Linked DNA regions of Sus scrofa: region 2 is linked to region 1. A link is a contact called in public Hi-C data. All regions are on one chromosome and are shown on one strand. The core of a region is the stretch at or near the end of the contact, and the rest is flanking DNA. Distances in the headings are between cores, read along the strand shown.

Region 1 (2,768 bases), core at 128-2,627:
CCTGCTCGAATCCATCCCACTTAAAGCATAGTCCACCAACCAGAAGCATCACCTGGAAGGTGGTTAGACCCACAGAGCCTCCAGGCCCCATGTGATGCATGCTAAATCTTGGGTGATCTCTCTATACATAAAAGTTTGAAACTTGGCTTACATCATCTAAAGCAAAGAATGTGAACAACCTGGGAAATAAAAGCTAATGAACTATAGATAGCATTATCAGAAAAACATTAAAAAAAATCATTATTCTCACAGATGCATTTTTTTCATCACTCAAAGAGATGATTAAGATAGGGTTATTGTTAAATGCGAAGGAGAATCCTAAAAGGCACTTAAATATGAATTTTAGGTGGAGTTCCCCTGACTTAATTATCTTCCATAACTCTGGCCCCCAATTTCCTTACAGGAGGAATTAAGGGACAGGCCCAGATGACCTCTCGAGTCCTATCCAGGGCCCCTATTTTATGATATGTGTCCCATTCATTGTTCATATTCACAGGGAAGCAGTATTCAGTGAGGTGATGGATGCCGCTGGTTGGGGTCACATGATCCTTAATTCAAATTCTGTTTCTGTTCTCAGTTAGCTGTGTGACCGCAGGGGAAGTGACTTTTCTGGGCTTCAACTGTCTCATCTGTAAAATGTTGCTGGCACATGCTACTTCAGTATGGTGAGGACTCGGGGGGTAATTACACACCCTTAGCTCCTAGCCTGTTGCCCAGTACACCCAAGTGAACAGTTGTGAACGTTAACAGGTTAAAGTGGAAAAAGATGTTTAAAATATTATATATGGTACAGGACAGCCAAGGTACACAGGCTCCATGCACGCAGTAAATATTTGGGGAAAAAAGAATGATGACACTGATTCACTTTACGTGAGAGATCATTTCATTTTGGCCAAGAGAATAACCTAAGAGGGGAAAACTTCAGAGCCAGGGATATGTCTACTAAAAGTCAGTCTTCCGTTGAATTTACTAACATCAGCTTCCGCCATCAGAGAGAAAATCTGCACACGCCCAGAGACTTGATGAAGGCCACATCCCTTGTACATTGTTCATGCCATTAAAGACGATTTCACTGCAATCACTTTTACTTTATTTGCTTTTTAGGGCCACACCCTCAGCATATGGAGGTTCCCAGGCTAGGGGCTGAATCGGATCTGTAGCTGCTGACCTATGCCACAGGCACAGCAATGTCAGATCCAAGCCTCGTCCGCGACCTATACCGAAGCTCACGCAATGCTAGATCCTTGACCAACTGAGCAAGGCCAGGGGTTGAACCTGCATCCTCGAAGATGCTAGTCAGATTTGTTTCTGCTGAGCCACGATGGGAACTCCTGTAATCACTTTTTTAGATAGATCTGTGGCTTGTGGGTACACCAGCTTCCTGTTTGAGAGTCACCTGCAAAACTGGGCCAGGGCCTACTACTAACATTTAATGATGCATCTATTGAAACTGTCTGCATAATCTGAATGCTTTATTTTTGCATATTTATTTCATTTTTTCTTGTTTCTGTCTAGTGTCACTCCTGGCCTAGGAGTTCCTTGACAGTAGTAACAGGGACTCTTTTTATCTCGATATCTAATTAGTCCTTTAGCACAGAGAGGTGCAGTAAAAGAGATGTAGAATAGTTTGAGAGGTGACAAACGAACTAAAAAAGGCCAGGTTCTCAACTGCCACCATGCCAGGTCACCCAAGTCTTGCCAGCAGTCTTGGGTCTGGAAATAATAAAATGGTGTTAGGAATACTGAAAATAGGAAAATATATTTTCAAGAAGCAGTACAACAAGGGCGAGTAACTTTTCTGAGTGAGGCTGCTCAGGGCCCTGAGGCCGAGCTGTAGGAGGCAACTACAACCCACAGCTGGATAGGCCAGAAGTCCCTAGGTCAAGGCCTTTCCCTGCCTGATCTAGCCAGAAACACTTTGCCTCTTACAGAAAGTTTAATTCTGGGCATTAAGAGAGCTTGTGGGTTCAGAAAGGCAAGAATAGGGGAAAATAATGGGAAAAGTGGAGGTGCCAGCCACTTTCTTCCTATCACCCAAGGCCTCCCATGCCTCATCCCAGGAGGCGACTCCTGGAGTAACAAGGATGACCTGGGAATCCTCTTTGTCAAGCCTGATCCCACCACATCCCCATTACATTTGCTATTAGGGAGCCACTGTTGGAATCCTTTGAAGGTGTTCCGCCCTGAAAGGAGTGGAAAGTCAGTACCCCTTTGAGCTCTTCACTGATGCTACTGATGTGACGCACCCCCCCTGGGAGGCCCAGGTCCATGCTGCTACCTTTGCATCCTCAGCACCTACAAGGGTGACTGGCAACTAATATGCTCAGTTAATCTGATCCATAATCAGAAAAGTGACTGTCAAATTTTGGGCAGTTGTTACAAATGCCTACTCTACCCCAAAGGTCTGAGGAAGTAGGTCTGGGGCAGGGTATATAGCATATCTTGTAACACTGACCAGGTGCGGCTAAACCTTAATGGGGTGGGGTTGGTCAGTGATGGAGTAAGGGCTCACCTTTGTGATTTTTTTTTTTTTTTTTTTTTGTCTTTTTGCCTTTTCTAGGGCCACTCCCACGGCATATGGAGATTCCCAGGCTAGGGGTCCAATCGGAGCTGTAGCCACCAGCCTATGCCAGAGCCGCAGCAACGCGGGATCTGAACTGTGTCTGTGTGAGCCACACCACAGCTCATGGAAATGCCAGATCCTTAACCCACTAAGCAAGGCCAGGGATCGAACCCACAACCTCATGGTTTCTAGTCTGATTCCTTAA
Region 2 (2,720 bases), core at 76-2,575, 140 kb after region 1:
ATGAAGATGTAGGTTCGATCCCTGGCCTCACTCAGTATGTTAACAATCTGGCTTTGCCACAAGGTGTGGTGTAATTCATAGACATGGCTCATGACATGGCTGGTGTTGCTGTGATCCAATTCGACCCCTAGCCTGGGAATTTCCATATGTCCTGTGCCCTAAAAAGACAAAATTTTTTGCCCTAAAAAGACAAAAAACAAGAACAACCCCCCTACCACCACCACATACACAATAGCCAAATAAAATCGGCAGTGTGGGGCTGACATTTTCAGTGATTTCATTGCGGCTTTGTGGCTTTCTAACTTAAAAAAAGAAAAGGGAGTTCCCTGGTGGCCTAGTGGTTAAGGATCTGGCATTGTCAGTGTTGTGGCTTGGGGGTCTGTGGTGGTGTGGGTTTAACCCCTGGCCTGGGAAAGTGCGTATGCCATGGGCATGGCCAAAAAATAAAGAAAAAGAAAAGTAAGAAGAGTATCAGTGGATACAGTGATTCTCTTGCCATTTCCAGGGGTGCTGAATGAACCCGCTATCTCTTTGCAATGACAGTGGAGCCAATGGTGGAGGATCAGGGCTTTAATTACCAGGCAAGGCAGATGCTGGCTCTGTCCTTCCTGACAAGTCCATTGCCAGCCCCAGAATGACACCATAGGCCTGGCTCCAAGTCAGACTGCAAGGAAATGAGAGTTTGGCTACTCAGAGAGCTGGAAGGCTGCATCAAGTTAGGGCTTTAAATCCAAGCTGCCTTTCCCCTCCAAGACTTTGCTTTCTCTTCCATTGATACATATCACTGAGAAATAAGCAGGAGATGTCTGTGAAGCTTCCAGTCTCATGAAACGGAAACAGAGGGGACTGAGGTGATCGGGAAGGAAATGGTTGATAAAGGAAATAATCTTTGCAGCTGAGATGCTGACACACACGTACATGCATAAACATCCACACACATGTGCATATATGCGTAATAAGAAGCCTTCAGCTATTTTATGCTTTTGCTCAGCCCTTAGGGGCAGGAAAGAACAGAACAATCTAAAGACTGATTATGTGGTTGCTGACCTGCCGTATAATTCCAAAGAAAAATGAGTGAGCATGACGTTTAATTCCTCAATATTCAATTTATTATATTTGAATAATAACTGTATAATAATAATCATCCCCCTAATATTCAATTTATTATCACCCCAGTACTTTGTCTTATCTATGCTGCAATATTAAAAAGCAGGTCTCATAATCCCCATTTTACAGATTAAGAAACCAAGACTCTGAGACGTTAAACTGCTCCCAAACCACAGAACAGTGAGTGGCCCATTTGCAATTTAATCCCCCAAGTGTCAGACTGCAGTACAACACTGCCTCCTAGCTCCTTCATTCAGCAAGTGGCCAAATGTCTCCACGTGCTGCATAGTCTGATTATGAGAGAACTATTGTGGAAATTTTAAAAATGTGGCTTTACAAAAATGCAGATAATAGATCTTCCTTGACTGATGGGGGCGGGGAGGAATCCCTCAATAAACCCATCATAAGTTGGAAATATCTCACATCGAAATGCATTTAATACACTTAATTTACTGAACATCACAGCTTAGCCTAACCTACCTTAAATGTGCTCAGAGCACTTACCCAAGTCTACAATTGGACAAAATCATCCAACACAAAGTCTTTTTTGTGTTTTCCTTTTTAGCGCTGCACCCACGGCATATGGATATTCCCAGGCTAGGGGTTAAATCAGAGCTGCTGCTGCTAGCCTATACCACAGCCAAAGCAAAATGGGATCTGAGCCACACCTGCAAACTACACCACAGCTCATGGCAATGCCAGATCCTTAACCCACTGAGCAAGGCCAGGGATTGAACCCACATCCACATGGATACTAGTTGGGGTCTTAACCCACTGAGCCACAACAGGAACACCACAAAGCTTTTTTTATAATAAAGTGTTGAGCAGCTCATGTGGTTTATTGGAGACTCTAATGAAAGTAAAAAACGGAGTGGATGTCTGGGTAGAGAAAGCTTGTAATTTGGTTGTTTGCCTTGTGATCTGTGGCTGCCTGGGACCTGCTGCCCTTGACTCTGCCCAGCATCACCAGAGAGAATCTCCCTGCAGATGGGGAGTCCAGGGAGAAAACACAATTTAGAATTCGAGGTACACCATCTACTGAATGTGTATCACTTTCACACCATCATCAAATTGGAAAAGCCCAAGTCAAACCATTGTAAGTCAGGGATCATCTGCATTAAGTTTCAGCTTGAAAGACAAAATCCAAGTGATGGACCAAAGAGACTTTCTCAAGCAGCCCTGTCTTACTATAATTACCCCAAAGTAGCGTAAATTAGAATGTTCTTTTGGAGGGTAATTTTGCCCCACTCTGAAGGAATCCAGTTTTTTTTTTTTTTTTAATATACCCAAGAATGAGATCCAATGAAAAAATAAGTTAGCATGTATATGTATGTTTACAACCAACTTTAATATCAAGATAGGAATATACACAGTCTTTGCCTTTGACTTTTAAAGAGACTCTGCTCTGCTAATTCTTTTTTTTTTCCTTTTTTTCTGCTAATTCTTTTTTTTTTTTTCTTTTTTCTTTTTTCTTCTTAGGGCCACACCTGTGGCATATGGAAGTTCCCAGACTAGGGGTTGAATCAGAACTGCATCTGCTGGCCTTCACCATAGCCACGGCAACACCAGATCCAAGCTGAGTTTGTGACCTACACTGCAACTTGTGGCAACAT

The links. A called contact is a pair of places that touch in the nucleus more often than the background predicts.
Region 2: a Hi-C map of embryonic fibroblasts shows a contact between it and region 1, with 4 times the contacts expected there. The contact joins two enhancer-like sites. A contact is called at or near these places in 23 of 47 Hi-C or Micro-C datasets (adipose tissue, alveolar macrophages, blood and 14 more) and 2 of 2 datasets of contacts at active chromatin or transcription factors (alveolar macrophages and skeletal muscle).

What each region holds. Positions count from the first base shown.
Region 1 is chr13:53,114,109-53,116,876 of Sscrofa11.1, forward strand. The region is part of intron 2 of EIF4E3 (eukaryotic translation initiation factor 4E type 3); the gene reads right to left. Among named protein-coding and RNA genes, the nearest start is that of GPR27, 37 kb to the right of the region's middle. Within about 2 kb of position 1,378, at least 4 of the 83 cell types and tissues checked have an H3K27ac peak or open chromatin away from gene starts, as enhancers often do.
Region 2 is chr13:53,251,981-53,254,700 of Sscrofa11.1, forward strand. No RefSeq gene overlaps it. Among named protein-coding and RNA genes, the nearest start is that of PROK2, 69 kb to the left of the region's middle. Within about 2 kb of position 1,326, at least 5 of the 83 cell types and tissues checked have an H3K27ac peak or open chromatin away from gene starts, as enhancers often do.